Linked DNA regions of Zea mays: regions 2 and 3 are each linked to region 1. A link is a contact called in public Hi-C data. All regions are on one chromosome and are shown on one strand. The core of a region is the stretch at or near the end of the contact, and the rest is flanking DNA. Distances in the headings are between cores, read along the strand shown.

The links. A called contact is a pair of places that touch in the nucleus more often than the background predicts.
Region 2: a contact with region 1 is called in a Hi-C map of tassel, with 3 times the contacts expected there. The contact joins the promoter of LOC100274674 here to the promoter of LOC100501548 in region 1. A contact is called at or near these places in 2 of 25 Hi-C or Micro-C datasets (ear and tassel).
Region 3: a contact with region 1 is called in a Hi-C map of endosperm, with 5 times the contacts expected there. The contact joins the promoter of LOC542675 here to the promoter of LOC100501548 in region 1. A contact is called at or near these places in 4 of 25 Hi-C or Micro-C datasets (ear, endosperm, leaf and 1 more).

What each region holds. Positions count from the first base shown.
Region 1 is chr4:138,846,580-138,849,577 of Zm-B73-REFERENCE-NAM-5.0, forward strand. It overlaps LOC100501548 (nucleotide-sugar transporter/ sugar porter), which reads right to left and starts at 1,470. Exons shown (of 16, transcript NM_001196244.1): 1 at 1,225-1,470; 2 at 865-1,123; 3 at 513-629. The coding sequence starts at 1,035.
Region 2 is chr4:139,048,982-139,051,979 of Zm-B73-REFERENCE-NAM-5.0, forward strand. It overlaps LOC100274674 (tRNA (guanine(37)-N1)-methyltransferase 1), which reads left to right and starts at 1,534. Exons shown (of 11, transcript NM_001148994.2): 1 at 1,534-1,849; 2 at 1,990-2,087; 3 at 2,343-2,447; 4 at 2,736-2,798; 5 at 2,879-2,952. The coding sequence starts at 1,746.
Region 3 is chr4:138,681,757-138,684,754 of Zm-B73-REFERENCE-NAM-5.0, forward strand. LOC542675 (fasciated ear2) reads right to left here and starts at 1,546. Exons shown (of 1, transcript NM_001112192.2): 1 at 1-1,546. The coding sequence starts at 1,463.

The DNA.
Region 1 (2,998 bases), core at 220-2,719:
CTGTCATATTGGAACCACACAGCAAAAAGATTAACAAATAAGAAATTATACTACAAAGTACAAACTAAAGTGGAAACACTGCAGAGTAACTGTAATTCGGCATAGCCACTAGGCACCATGAAAATCTTAAGTGTTGAGGAATAGTAACAAAATCCTAAGCTAATCTGAGTACACAGAAAAAACAGCACTTGGAGTGACCAAGCAAGAGTGCAACTCCACATTTTAGAAGGCATTAACTGCTAGGAAATACGGCTTCATGTTTTTGTTGGACAAACCCTTTTTCTCATTCCCTTTTGCATGTAAACATCTATAGTCATCTGATCCTTACGCCAGAACCACAAATCACAAGAGTGTTTAGTGGGCTGCTTATTAGGAGATCATAAATGTTATCTGGCTCTAACATATGAAAATAGCTCATGCAAAATGGATGACTCTTCATTCCTAAAGTCACTTTTGAGTCAGAATGCTTGCCAAAAGGGAAAAACATCAGTAAGAAAATAAGAACAACAAACCTGAATTATGAGCATGACGACAGCAAAGATGACTTTCATAACCTCCGTCAGAAAGTTAACACTGATGGGACTGAACTGAAACTTCCCATCAACCTTTGACATGAACACTAGGATGGGCTGGATAAACAAAGTGAAACATTAGCATAATGCCCCAAGGCCAAACGTTTGCTACTCAGATGAACGTAACACTACAGCAAAGGGCCAGGGTCAAGCATGTGAGGCATTAGCAATAGTAAAATCATTATTTGTGTACCAAATCCGTGAGACCATTTCACTCAAGCATTGATTGTGCAAACGTCTCCCACGCGAGGGACTGAAAATGAAGCGTTTAGACACACACACACACACACACCTGGAGACCAACAAGGATGCAGTCGCCGACGACGAGGAAGACGTTGAGCGCCCGGAACTTGGACGACATCTTGTTGCGGTGCTTGTCGTACGCCCTGGACACGCTCCGGGGGCTCGGCACCACCACCCGGGAGCGGCACACGCTGCATTCCACCACCCCGTTCCGTTGCATCTCGGCACGCCGACGGCTATGCAGGCCACGCCGCCGCCGAGACGCTGCTCAGTCCCCGCGGCCTCCGAGAGATCACGAGAGCATCCACCTACAGCGAGCGACCACGCCATTTTCACCAAACCAGCGGCAATACGTCGGAGAGGACTGGCTACGCGAGCGGATCCGAGGGGTTCCGCTCGGCCTCTGTACCTGGTGATAGTCGTAGCGGTGTCGGCGCGGATCTCGCAGATCTGGCACGGCCTGGGCACCGCGCGCGCGGCGAACAGGGCTGGGTCCGGCTGGGTTTTCGGCCGGGGTTTCTGTCGAGACGAGAGCACGATGGTTTGATCCAGCTACCGTAGTGAGAGGAGCCCGTGGGAAGCTGCCTCCGGGATCTCGGAATCCGGCAGGACTCGGGGTCTCAGGGGGGAGGAGAAAGCCAGAAAGGGATGATTGGAGAAGGGAGGAGGGAAGGTGGGAAGAGGAAGAGGGACGCGACCGGAAGGCGGGTGTTTAGGTCTATTTATATTTGTATTTTGTGTGTTTTTCGGGTAAACACGAAATCCCGCTCGAGTGTTTCCTTCTTCTTTCTTTGGTCAACATAAATAATCGCTCGGGCGGTTTTTTTTTTCTTCCTTTTTTGATCCCCAGCATTTGTGGTGGTCTGATTTTTTGTGATTTGATTTTATTTCCGTATTAATTTGCCAGATTTCTTTTACACGCTACCGCTTTTGTTCTAAATTATTATAGGTCCTCTTAATTCGCTTTTATTTAAACTTTTTAATTCGGCCTGAGCGTGAATCCGTTGATGGATTTACTGTGCGCCGTCCGATCGAAGACGTGCGACGGTGCGAGCCTTCTTCCCAGCGCTCCCGCGCTTGAGCGCACGTCGCACAGTGCCAGCCTACCGAACGCCATATGGCAACTCGCCGTTATCCAGCGCTCATCGCTCTGAGGAGCCGCTGCGGGCCCCGCGTGGTGCTCGGAGTCGGAGTCGGATGCGCCGGGGTGGGCCGCTGCCGTTTTCCCGTTGTCAAACAGCGATTTGGCGCCGGGTACGTTTTGACCATCGTCGACCTTACTGTACTTACCTCGGGCACGCTGAGGCGGAGGCGACAGGACAAATATATTACTTCAGTTGTCGTTTAACGATACAGTCTTCAAAATATAATTTTAACTAATATTTTTATCAAAATGCAAATAAATTTTTAATACATTTATACTTTTATAAAATTATTTTTTTAACATAAATCGGTGCATATAAATGTTAGGTTTTAAAACTAAATAATAAAATAGTTAATTGTATTTAAAATTTTATAAGTTTGGTTTGAACCTTGTCCAAAATGACAATTAATAGGACACTGAGGGAGTAGGTCATTCTATATACTACCTTAATATATTTTAATCAGATACGAATAGTTAAAAAAGGGATGGATATAGATACAGAGACCGAATATTTATTCGGATGGATAAATGACGAATATGAATTTTGTTTGACCTGATATCAGATACTTGTCGGATAATGCATGAATTTCTTACTATTCACTACAGTCTAGTTCGCTTATTATAACCTTAAGTGTTTGTTTCTAGAGACTAATTTTCAGTCCCTCCATTTTATTTCATTTTAGTCCCTAAATTGCTAAATATTCGTATTTGACAATTTAGGACTACAATAAAATAAAATGGAGGGACTATATTTCAGTTTCCGTATTTGGCAATTTAGGGACTAAAATGGAATAAAATGGAGGGACTAAAAATTAGTCTCTAGAAACTAAACACCCTCTAATTCACCACATGAAAATGATAAAGTGGAGTATTGATTATTTTGAAACTTAAATACTTAGAGTGATTTCACGTCTAACTCATGTAATAAGTGGAAGTGAAATGGAAGAAACGTTGGAATTTTATGGATTTTATTATCCAAATATTTTTATGATTATATGTGGACATATGTTGCGTCTCCATAAAATTTCATGAATTTTTA
Region 2 (2,998 bases), core at 284-2,783, 200 kb after region 1:
AAGTTTTTACAATTTATTTATTTTCTTTGAATTGTGTATTTTTTTACTTCTCCAAAAGTGTCTCCAAGAGTCTTTCTAAATTTCATTCTCTAAATTATCATTTGGAGAGTCGTTTGCATAAAAACTACTTTGTATATCTTTCTAATCTCTAACAACTTGTCTATATATTGTTTTCACTCTAGAGTCATTCGTATTTTCTATTTTTTGCTAGCGATAAACCCAGAATAGAAGATAACTGTATTTGGATAACTATTTAAATAAGCTGGTGGAAGACATTTTTTCTACAAAAAAAATTCTATTCATATTAATTAGGAAGGATATAGAAAGTCTCCTGAAATTGCTCTAAGAGCATCTCCAACAATGCCTCAAACTGATGTCTCAAATTGAAATATAGGGCTATATAAAGAAAAAAAATTACTCCAATAATGCCTTATTTTATAAAATTTGATTAAAAAATATAGGGCACCATCTCAAGTACATCAAATATACTAAACCGTAGTGGTCTGCCCTATAATTTAGATTTAAGACTTTACTGTTAGATCATAATATTTTGTTGGTGCCTTATTTTCTATAAAAATATACTTATTTTTAAACTATAAAACATTTTTATAGGTCATGTTGATGAAGATGATCTAATACGATTTATGGAAAAAGGTCTATTTCCATATCCTCTTCCGTGTTTATTTCTCGTTCTCATGAACCACGACCCAAACAGCTGATATAATTTCCACCGATATCCCACAATCCAAGCCGATTTTTTTATTTTAGCCCTTTTCAGAAAAAAATTTACGTTTGACCCGATTTAATGTCGTTGTTTTGACCTATTTCTCGGTGTTATGGCTCATAGCGCTCAAACATGTCTCGCGTCATAAGCCATGGCGTCGAGGTACCTAATGCGATGGTATCTCGATACACGCTGTCAGCTCATGTGACCTAGCTCGATGCATAGATTTTGGAACCGACCTAGGCAATGGTCTCCCAGTTGCCTCTGCCGAACATGCATGGGTACATATGTATGTGTCAGCGTGATAGTGTCAGACGTCGGCACGTAGATAAAAAATACGGTATATAAGATGATCGAAAAAGGATGTATAACCATCTAATATCTTTAAAACAAAAGAATAAAAAATTATACCCTACATGCTAATAACGACGGTTTAAGAAGCATAAGTCCTACTCAAAGCACTCATACCTACAAGTGACGTGGATAGTCTCATTATTGTCATTTTAAACCGGCTTCCATATATAAAAAAACTGTCTATATGCTGTAGCGTGGTGCTCCATGATATCAAGCTGTCAGGGAGGTTGTGTGTTGTAGTTGCGTCAGGGAGATGTCAGGCACGGTCGCACAGGAAGCCTTTCAAAAGCACGCACCCTTTCCTGTGAAATCCGTTTCTTCTCCTTATCCAATCAGCCATTGTCTAGTTCGGCGCCACAATCGTGAGGCGTAGAAATAGATCACATCAATTATCAGCGTGCCGTCGAGACATGTTTACCCAACGTCACCAGCCTTGACGTCGAGCAAAACGTCTAAAAAAGAAATTAAGTCGTCCATCAGTCAAACTTAATAGCTAAAGTTAAAAAAAAATTCGGACGACCCAAACGCCACCCAGCGGCCACCGCCACGCCCGCTCCGTTTCCCGATTCCCCAGCGGCCAAAACCCTAGAAACCTCCAGCCAGAGGGAGGAGTTCAAGAGAGAGAGAGTGTGTGAGAGAGAAAGAGAGGGAGAGCCGGAGAGGGGCTATGGAGAAGCTGGATGAGAGCAAGTTCGAGCAGCGGTTAGAGCTCTTGGCGCTCCGCATCCCCCGTGAGCTCGCCTCCGCAGTTACCCGCCTCCTTCGCTCCGGGTAACGTTTCTCCCTTGTTCCAGGTTCCAATCCAATTAATCTGGTAGGAACATGAAAAACGAACGGATAACTTAGTTATAGTATCCGTTGCGTCAACGACTAATTGGGGGCTCATTTCCCTTCCCCATCTGTGATTTTAGTTATCTGCTCGACAAGCCAAGGGTTAAACCTGTAGTTGAGGACCCCGAGGGCGACAAGAACCGGCTCGTCATACTGTCTGAAAGGATTCAGAAGCCCGGTATGTTACTCTTAGGATGGGCTCTGTCAGTTGCAAAAAAATTACACTATTAACTGAGCAAACATTGCAGCGCCACGTCACCAAATCATGTTGGAATAGCCAGCACATTACTCCATTGAACTATAATATAAGGCTATTTGAAATGTTCCTGTGGCTTCAGAAATCTCTGACTCTTGCAACACAATTTTCTGTCCTGATCAGTCTCTTGGTATTTAAAGGATAATGACTTACCCGTGTTAATGTTTTGGTGTGCAGATTTATCTGACATGTCACAGCAGGCGCTTGATTCATTGAAGCAACTATGCAATGTTGAAGTTGTACCTTACACATTGACCCTAGGTTATTCATATTGGAGTGCAGGTCTGTTTAAGATCTTTTCTTTATAATCTGATTTCTGTTATGTTTTAGTATCGTTCGACTTTGTGGTACATATCTTCCATATTCTTTTGTTCTATAAATTTTCTATGAAGTTTTAAGTCTTCTTTACTAAAAAGGGTGCCATAATTCACCCATTGCTGCTTATTAATTGTCATCGACATTTGCCTTTTCCTTTATTGATGAGTTTTGAGCTGACAAAACCAGTTCAACCATTTTTAAATTTTTTAATATTATGGGTTTGATCAATGTTTTTTTTTAAATTTCTGATAGATCACATTTTGAAGCGAATCCTGCCTGCTGGAGTGGAGGTACCCTCTTCGTTTGAGACAATTGTTAAGTATACTAAACTTGATGATACTTTTCTTGATTTTGTTGTTATCTCTTTTTAAATATTTTTTGTATGATGTCTGCAGGTCATGTTGCTCATCTGAACATATCTGATGACTTGCTAGCATATAAAGATGTCATAGCAAAGGTTATCTATGACGTAAGCACACTTCTACGTACTTCTTTTTCTTAGTAACTTGCTCGCT
Region 3 (2,998 bases), core at 296-2,795, 160 kb before region 1:
GTATGCAACCTCCCCATGCCCCCAAGCCCCGCAGGGATCTGCCCAGCCAAGTAATTACAGGAGAGGTTCAAATACTCCAACCCCTTCATGTCAACCAACCCTTCTGGTATCTCCCCACAGAGCTCATTCCCAGACAGGTCTATACCAGTAGTTGCCTGAACATCATACCCCAAATCCAACTGCCATGACACCGTGTCCACAGAAGCTGACACAAACAATTGGGGTGGAAGCACACTCTCTGATGGAGTCCCCTGACCACCTCCACCGTTAAGCACTTCACTGACATTGAACCCCCCATCTGGGATGAAACCCACAAACTTATTACTAGACAAATCAAGCCACTGGAGCAGGGGGAACGAGAACATCCAGTCAGGTAGGTGGCCGGAGAGCTGGTTACCAGCCAGTGATAAGAACTTCAAGCTCAGCCATTTCGCTACAGCACTGCTGAGCTCACCGGAGATCTCATTTCCTGACAAGTCCACCACCTCCAAAGACCTGCACCCAGCCAGCGGCAGGGGAATCTCCCCAGATATCTTGTTATTCGACAAATCTAGAACCTTGAGACTAGCTAGTGCGTCGAGCTCCGGACGGAGTGCCCCAGAGAGCTGGTTACCCCCAAGCTGCAGGTACAGAAGCTGGAAGCAGCCTGCAAGTCCGGCAGGCACTGAACCGGACAATCGGTTATTCGACAAATCCAGCACCTGCAAATAGGTCAGGTTCCCTATCCCCGGAGGAATGTCCCCGGAAAGCTGGTTGTCCGCGAGAAAAAGCCCCTGCAGGCTCCGTACGGCTGCGATACCGGCGGGGATCTCGCCGGAGAAGCGGTTGTGGGAGAGGTCGAGGAGGAGGAGAGCGGAGTTGTCGGGGTCGGCGACGATCCGCGGCGGGACGGCGCCGGAGATGGCGTTGCGGGAGAGATCAAGGGCAGCGAGGCGCGCGGGGAAGGAGAGACGCGGGGAGAGCGGGAGGCGGAGGAAGTTGGCGGAGAGGTTGAGGGTGCGGAGCGCGGGGAGCGAGGACGGCAGGCAGGTGGGGACAGCCCCCGAGAGCGCGTTGCGGGAGAGGTCGAGCGCGAGGAGCGAGCGCGGGAGGGAGCAGGGAAGCTCTCCCGAAAGCGCGTTGGCGGAGAGGTCGAGCGTCCGGAGACGTCGGAGGAGCGCGAGCGGCGCCGCGGGGATCACGCCCGTGAGGTTGAGGCCCCGGAGCGAGAGTTCGGCAACGGAGGGAGTGGTGACCGAAGGGGCTGGCGCCGTGGCGGGGTGGAGCGACACGCCGAGCCAGGATGGCGAGAGCGGGCCGCTCCACGAGGATAGCGCGGCGCGGGAGGGCGGCGACAGGGACGCGCGGAAGGCGAGAAGCGCTGCGCGGTCGGTGGAGGCAGGGACTGCAGGTTGGGTCGCCGACGCCAGGACGAGGAGGAAGGTGGCCAGGAGCTGATGGGGTAGGGGAGTGGCTGTCAGCATGGTGGTGGACTGGTGGTGGTGGTGGCGGTGGCCGGCAGAACCTGAGTGGTTAGGGTTTTGCAGGCCTCGGGCGTCGCCGCGGCCGCGGAGGATGTGGTCGCTCGGGGCCTCGGGCGTCGCCGCGTGTGGGTCAAATTTTGGAGGAAAGGTGGCGAACAGGCGAAGGCTGTGGAATCTGTGGTGTTTTCCCTCAACTAGGACTCCATTTTTTCCTTCTTGAATGAACTCTAAAATAAGGCAATTTCTTCTTCAAATCTTAAAGCCGCTTAAATTAGCTCTCTACCATGGTTAGAAATAGTTTTTATTTTAGGATGGTTTCAACTTTTTACTAAGAAAATCGGAAAAAGTTTATTTAAAACATTGAAAGTATATAAAAAGTTCAAAAATATTAGAAATAGATTGGGACCGGAGAAAAAAGTATTTAGAGCCCGCGAAAATATATCTATAAGCTTTAAAAATATATTTAGTTCTAGAATAATAAAAAAATATCGTTAAACCCCCAAAATATTTTAATCAAGTTTAAATGTGCTTTGGAAATTTTCTACAACAAAAATATGTGATACAACCAACATAGATGTTAAGGTTGTCTGCAGTACAGTGTGTAAAATAGAGGACGCGAAATTGTGAATGACGCTGCTTGCATAAAGAAGTTTGAAATAGAGGATGATATTGTTTGATACTATTTTATTTTGGTGGTATCTTATATTTTTGTTGTCGAAGTTTTCACAATGCAATTAGAAATTGATTGGGGGGTTCACGATTTTTTTTATATTTTTGTACCTTTTTCATTTTAAAGAGCTAAGTGCATCAATCCTATTTATGGATTTTAGTGATTTGATGACACGAGCTAACAATATTTTATGAGATTTACAATTAAATATAATTATAAAAAAGTACAAAAAATATGAGACCCTTTAATTATAAATTAGTGAAAGATGTGGCACAACAATTCAACTTGAGAGAGAGATTTTAGTTTTAATTCAATCTTCTTTCAAGTATAGTATATCATAAAGAAGGATATAGAAAAAATTACTTGTAGGTGTCAAAATATGCTCAAAACATTATACTCATTAACTCCTAACATTCCCAATAATACTCTAAAAAGGTCTCTTAAAAAACCTCTAAAAGAGCAAGTATTCTCTTTCTTTTATTCGTCCTGTTTTCAACACCACAAAAAATTCTGGACACCGCCTTAACTTTGAACCTTGGCTTTCTGCTGATGTTCCTCTTTCCCCAAAAAATTCTCTCCCCTTGGAAAATTTCAAACCCCCCTTTGGAAAAATTTGAGTAACACCTCTAAACTTCGAAGTTTTGCTTTATGGTATCTTCCTCTCCTTTGGAAATTCTGAACCCTCGAAATTTGAGGTGGGGTGCCCCTTGGGTCAAATCTCTTTGACTATGGATGCACCGAGGTTTCTCTTATCCACCTCAGAAATTCCAAGCCTCCCTAGTTGAAATTTTTGAGAGGGAACCTTCCTGCTCAGCAATGGCTCTCTAGCTAAGACAAGGGGATTTATTTCTCTCACCCTCTTGTT